Regions from separate parts of the Mus musculus genome. Here region 1 is linked to region 2. The links are chromatin contacts, called in public HiChIP or PLAC-seq maps. All regions are on one chromosome and are shown on one strand. Each heading gives the region's core, a stretch centred on a gene start, on an enhancer-like site or on the middle of the called end of the contact. The rest is flanking DNA. Distances are from core to core; before and after follow the strand shown.

Region 1 (3,255 bases), core at 584-3,083, 650 kb after region 2:
GCAGGTGAATTTCTGAGTTCGAGGCCAGCCTGGTCTACAGAGTGAGTTCCAGGACAGCCAGGGCTATACAGGAAAACCCTGTCTCAAAAAACAAAACAACAAAAAAGATACCACCATTCCTTTTATAGCCAATAAATATTCAGGGAGAATATCAGGTAACATGTAACTTGAATGTTGGAAATTTTCTAATCCAAGATCTACATGACAACCAGAGCTGGAGAAAGCAGTCGACACTGATGAACATTCAGTTTTCCTTGAACTGTACTCAAGAAGGTACTTTTGGGGCCAAGAAACTGCTCAGCAGTGAAGGCTAGCTCACAACCAGTCAGTAAGATCCCTTGGACTTTTGCTATAGCCCAGGCTGGCCTCAAATTCACTAACATTAGCTGAGGTTACCCTTGAACTCCTGATTCCCCTACCTCTACCTGCCAAGTACTGCATTCTAAGTATTAGTCACTATGGCCAGCTTACATTGTTTATATTTGAACATGTGACTATCAGCATATGGTTGACCAAGGGACTTGCATAGCATAGACTGGGAACTCAAATTAGCAGGCCGTTCTGTAGAACATGGAGGCCAGATCCATCCCAGAGCAGCTCTCAGCTTGGCAGATGGTGAGAGCTCCCCAGTCCCCAAACAGAGGGGTCTTCCACACTCAGCTTACAGTGCAAAATCACCCCTTCCTAGCACCGTGGACCCTTTAATACACTCAGTTCCTCATGCTGCAGTGACCCCCAACCATAAAATACCTTCATTGCTACTTCATAACTGTAATTTTGCTACGGTTATGAATCTTAATGTAAATATCTGATATGCAGGATGTCTGATCTGCAACTCCTGTGAAAAGGTCGTGTGACCCCCCCAATGGAGTCGCGCCCACATGTTGAGAACTCAGGCACACAGCAACTGGACCCAGACATGCTCTTCAGATGAGCTCTTCTCCTCCACAGTGGGTTGTTCCAATATTTACTTCAGCAATTCATTCTTCATTCAACGCCTATGGCTTTTTTCCCTATTTCACAAAGGGCCCCCACATTACCCCCCCCCCCCAAGGTCCTGCCTTCCTACTTATAAATGCGCCTATCTTTCTACCTATTTTTCCTCCTCACACTGAGGCAAAAGTGGCTGACCTCGGGCTTTCCATCAGGAGGTCTCTAAGAGACTGTCCACTCCCAAACTCTTCACCTGAGTCTTATTGGAAACCAAATTTACAGCAAAGGCCAAATGTATACCCAGAGAGCTATAATTCCCAAACATTCTAAGAATATTATCATAACAGTTTCTTGACTCGTGTGCTCTAGAGCATGTCTGGAAGTGTTTAACCACTCTAACAAGTGAAATCGCACCCCCAGGTCGTGAGACGTTTTCACGGGGCAGATCCTGTGGCCTCAGCCAACCCTCAGGTGATCAAGCCGCCCACAAGAGTCCGGACAGGGCCTGAGATCGCTCTATATCGTGTGGATTGCCCACGACTTCACAGATAAGTAAAATCGTAGTTTGCTAAGTAGAGAACCTAAATAGCCCTGGGGTAACAGGAGAGGCATAGGCGCCGGGCGGGCATTTAAACCGCGCGGGCGGGCTCGCAGTCGGGGATACGTGCCTACCCCGTGCTTTGGGGGATGCGACGCGCACTCCCGGGTCACAGGGGCCCGAGTCCATGCTCCTCCGGCCTCCGTTCCGTATGACCTATCGCCTACCCGGCTCCCGCCAGCACTCACCACCGCCGCTCCCCATCGCCGAGCTCCCTCCACTGCCGCTTTAGACCGCTCTCAAGCGCGCCCGCGCCTGGGGCAAGTGCACGGAGCGCCTCACGCAGGCGCGGGCCCCACCCCCGCCCCGTTTTCAAACGCGCCGGGAGCTCCTACTGGTAGGACCACAGAGTTACGCCCCCCAGATCACTAGCCTCTCCTGCCCCGCAGGCTCTGGGCATTTGTGATTGGCTACACCAGGACGCGAATTCAAACGCTGGCTGTCTATTGGCTTATCGCTCGTGGTTGACCCGCCTTCTCCGCTGGGCGGGGGACGGAGGAGTTCAGCTGGCGCCGGCGGGCTATCCTAAAAAGCCCGCCCGGAGGCAGAGAGGGCTGGTCTTCTCCCTCCAAGACTTGTCCTACCGTCCGGAGTTGGTCGTGGCTTACTACCTGTCCCTCCCACGCGAGCTTCCGGCCGAGGAGACTGCATTTGGAGGCGCCAACTCCAACACTGATGTGGAAATTGCAGAAGCTGGGCTCCGATGCCGGGCAGCCACAGCCACAGTCACAGTCTGCTGAGCGATGTGTTCACTCGAGTACATGTTCCGTATTCTCATGAGATGATCTGTCGAGAAAAGACAAGTGGTCTCTTGAGGGTGGAGAGCGAGGAATAGGCCCAGGCTTATCCCCACAGCTTGGGTCAGCCTTCATCCCCTCCCCGAAGCCAGCATGCTCACTGTATCTGACCTGTGCTGGAAGCTGGATAGCAAGACCTCTAGTGGGTCTGAGACAGTTAATAGGGAATGGCTGTTCACAGCACAGAATATTAGAGAACCCTAGAGCAAGACTTGGGATTTGCTCCCCATTGCTGCTGATCTCCATGGGGAACCCTCACACTGTCTCTTTTCCGGAAGACTATACTGTTTTCCAATTTGTTACTTTTTCTTTTCTTCGAGACAGGGTTTCTCTGTGTAGCCCTGGCTGACCTGCAACTCACTCTGTAGACCAGGCTGGCCTTGAACTCAGAAATCCGCCTGCCTCTGCCTCCCGAGTGCTGTGATTAAAGGCATGTGGCACCACCACCCAGCTACTTTGTTACTTTTTTATCTTCCTCCTTTTGTACTTTGTTACTTGGGACAGAAGTGCTGTTTTCAGAATTTGCTTTTGGTAGCCTCTGGAAGGTATTAAAAAAACTAAATCTAACAATGAGCAAACCCGCTGTCCATCACATTTCAGAATACATAACAATCTATCTGGTCCCCTGGTTAATCAGAGTTACAAAGTCATCAGTTGATCAGTTGTCTTTTTTTTTTTTTTTGCTCTACCTTGTTTTGTATCCTACTCAATTTCAGTTTCTATTATTTATTGGAGGCGGGTTTTGTTGGTTTTGATAAAGGGTCTCCCAATGCCCTTCAGCTAACAACCTGACACTGCTTAGAGTCATCTGAGGGAGACTCAGTTATGTGATTGCCCATATCAGACTGGTCTGTGGCCATGTCTGTGAGGGATTGGTATGATTGATGACTGAGAGGGTTCAGCCTCTCACCACCTCTGGTGGTGCCA
Region 2 (3,581 bases), core at 373-2,872:
GGAGTCCGCAGCAGGAAGTTGAGGTGCTCTGCCATTGAAAAACTGGAAATCTCTTGAGGGCGGTGCCTAAGTCAAGCTGTCGCTCAGCCTTTTCCTGTGTCCTGCGTGCTAGGCGTTGGGCTCTGTGCTGAGGACATAGAGCGCAGTAAGAAAACTGGTGCCTACTGGGTGGTCCAGTGAGATCCACCCCACACAGTTAAAAATAAGCTGGATGCTGACCCTAGCAGGGAAACTTAGGAGCAGCCAGAGCAAGGCTGGGCCTAGTCACGACAGTCTGAGACATCAGGGCTTTGGGGGCGACCAGCGCCGAGTTTCCTTGACCCCGCGAGTGATGTAGTGCACTCTAGAACGGGGTGGACACTCCAGATAGCACCACTGATTCCCGGAAGGAATCCTCCTCTGTATTTGGGAGCATGTAACTAAGAAAGCCCATCAATGCAAAGGGGAGAGTTTGACTTTAAAGTGGGCTCCAAAGGGTTTGTGGAGGTAACTTCTCCTGAGAGGCGGGGCGAGGCGGAGGGCGCTGTTAGTAGGACAAAGCCACTAGCAGGATTCTGGTGGGGGAGACTTTTAAAAGCTATATGGACTGAGGAACACTCATCTTTATCACATCTTCTTGTCGGTGTATGTTTTAATTTTTTTCTCACTACATTTATTTATTTACTTATTTATAGGTTGGGTGGGGGCACATGTGGAAGTCAGAGGACTACTTGTGGAAGTCAGTGGCCCAGGTTTTTGTTTGTTTGTTTTGAGGCGGGATTTCATGTAGCCCAGTGACTTCAGACTTCATATTAGCTGAAAGAGGCCTGCCTCCATTTCCCAGATGCAGAGATTACAAGTGTGCACGATCATGCCCAATTTTATGATGTGTGCTTCCTGCTTGGCAGGAAAGCATTCTACCAACTGAGATGTATCCCTTTGGTTTTGAGTTTTTGAGACAAGTTCACTCTGTTACACCAAGCCCATCTGGAATTCAGGGCACTCTTCCAGCCTTAGCTGAACCTGGAAAAGATAGCACTGCAGGTGTAAACCATCACACCTGCCTTCTGTCCCCCTCCTTTTCTACTTTGAGACAAGGTCTCACCACGTAACTATAACCTGTAACTCAATATGTAGACCAGGCTGGTCTTGAACTAATAAGAGATCCACCTGCCTCTGCCTCCTGAGTGCTGGAATTAAAGGTGTTTTCCACTCTAATTGACCTATTTTATTTTCTTACAACTGCAGTCTCATCTGTTCCTTGGAATGCAACCCCCACACCCCAAATCCACCTGGGGCAGGGCCTCATTCCTCAGTTTAGCTCCATGTCCTTAGAGCCTGCTGTTTAATAAACATGTAGATAAATATTTGTTGTATGAATGAAAAGCCAAGCAAAGAGGCCTACACACAGCAAGCACGTAAAACAGAAGCTCTTGGCCCCAAAAGGGCATCAGTCTGTCTCCGCGTAGATGGAGAAGCTCTGGCTTAGAGTAACTTAACTCTTACAGAAGCTTGGCAAAGTTAGAATCTGGAGTCATCACTTTTCCCTTGGTTTGTTTCTGGCTCCTCCCTCTTCCTTACCCCACCCAGACTGGGAGGTGAAGGGTTAATTCCTGGAAGCCCCTTTATCCCCTTACCTGAAAGGGATGGGTCAGGCAGGGAACTTCCTGTTCCATTTCCCGGGATTCCTTTCCCAAACTAGGCTACGCTGCCTCTTACCCTGAATTCTCCCAAGGATCCCCAAACATCTCGGCCTCAGGCGTCGGTACCTGGAGTGGTGAGTTGGAGGGCTGGGGTGTAGGCTTACAGCACTGTGGAGAGTGAAGGGTGTTTCGGGGGACCTACTGGTAGGCTGAGAGCTAGAAAAGTCTTGGTTATAATGAGCGGGTAACTCGTGCTGGAGACTCCAAGGCCACACAGCATGATGCATTTGTGGCCTTGGAGACATGAGGGAGGGTCCCAGAAGTGACGATGCCATGCGTTCCTAGCACCAGAAGGGGATCTCTGCCTTAAAAAAAAAAAAAAAAAAAAAAAAAAAAACAAGTTAACAGAGTTGAGCAAGTTAGACTGCTAGCAGAGAAAGGGGGTTATTTCTTGCAGAGGACCACTCTAGCTCCCTAGTGTGTAGGTGGATTTTATAGCAGTACCTACATACAAATTTAGACCGGCCAGATTTCACTAAAGAGCTTTCTCGCCCCACACCCAGCCAACCCCCTACAGAGGTGCATATTAATAGGCCTTTTGTCCTGGAGACCTGGGGGAGGGACAGGCTTTCTAAGGCCTACTTGCCTGAATTCCATCTCTTGGAAACCTCTGGCAAGTCCTCACCTAGAAATTCCAGCTGCTGTGTGGTTAGGCGGGCCTTTGACCAGAATCTAGAATTCTCTCTTTCTTATCTATGCTGTCATACTCCAAGCTAATACTGGCAAAATTTCATGGGGTAGGACGCAAATAGTGGGTTCGGAACCCCATTTCCACTTTAGCAAGCAGTATTGCAGCACCGGGTGAAGCTGTGAGTAAATCACCTTGGACTCTCTGAACCTGTAGGATTAATAGGTTGATCTAGCAAGTGAGTCCGGGCGGGATGAAGTGAGCAGCAGGCAACTGACTGGGCTGCTAAACGCTTGGAACTCACGAGCATCTGCTGCAGAGTGGCCAGAGTGACTTCACTCTCTAATTGTTTTTATTTTTTTAAGGTTTATTTATTTTATATACAGAGGGTTTGTATGAATGTGCATCTGCGCACTATAAGAGGGAACTGGGTCCCACCAACAGTTGGGAGTTGCCATGTGAGTTCTGGGACTTGAAGTCTCATGAGCTCCGGAAAAGCAGCCACGCTCTGAGCCTGGAGCGCCTCCATATCATATTTCATATGCTTCTTCAGACAGCGAAATGCAATGCTGTTTCCTGTGTGTGTGAGCCAGAAATTAGGGCTCGATGTGCTGGCTGGGCACAGGCCCTGAAGATACTACTCCAACCCCTCTTTGTGTTTTTATTTTTGAGAAAGAATCTCACTAAGTTGCCCAAGCCAGCTTTGTACTTCACTTAAGTCCAGGCGAGCCTGAAACTTTCAGTCCTGCCTCACCTGTGGCTGGCTCCATAACCTCTCTCTCCTTTTCCTTTTTGTTTCTAATATGTTTGTTGTTTTCTGAGACAGAGTCGTGTATCCTTGAATCACCAACTGAGCTGAGGATGACCTTGAACTCAATTGATCTTCCTGTCTCTACCTCCCAAGTTCTAGGATTTAGAGGACATTTGTATACTGGGGATTGGACCCACGGCTTCCCACATGTTTGGTAGGGCTAGCACTCTACTAAGAGAACTACATCTCAAGTCTCATCCTCCTAGTTTTTGGGTGTTTATTACAGATTTTTTTTCCCTGAACCGTACTTTGATTCTTAGGACTTCAAAACTTCAAAGTGGCAACTACTACTACGTAGTACTATTATTATTGCTGTTCCATTGCACGTGTTCAAGTCATTAAAGTAAATCACTTCAAATGACAGGCAAAAACTTACTGAACTCGAAACAATGCCTCTTGCTCAAGCCAGGAGAAGAGATTGCAGTGAGCAGTGATTAGGGTACAGCAGCCAGTGGGTGAT

What was found. HiChIP or PLAC-seq counts read pairs in DNA pulled down with a chosen protein or histone mark.
Region 1: an H3K4me3 HiChIP or PLAC-seq map of embryonic stem cells shows a contact between it and region 2, with 6 times the contacts expected there. The contact joins the promoter of Ccnf here to the promoter of Zscan10 in region 2. A contact is called at or near these places in 2 of 115 datasets of contacts at active chromatin or transcription factors (embryonic stem cells and pancreatic cancer cells).

The regions. Positions count from the first base shown.
Region 1 is chr17:24,249,576-24,252,830 of GRCm38.p6, forward strand. It overlaps Ccnf (cyclin F), which reads right to left and starts at 1,834. Exons shown (of 17, transcript NM_007634.4): 1 at 1,720-1,834. The coding sequence starts at 1,735.
Region 2 is chr17:23,599,204-23,602,784 of GRCm38.p6, forward strand. It overlaps Zscan10 (zinc finger and SCAN domain containing 10), which reads left to right and starts at 1,623. Exons shown (of 7, transcript NM_001289481.1): 1 at 1,623-1,756. It also overlaps a transcript of Zfp13 not described here.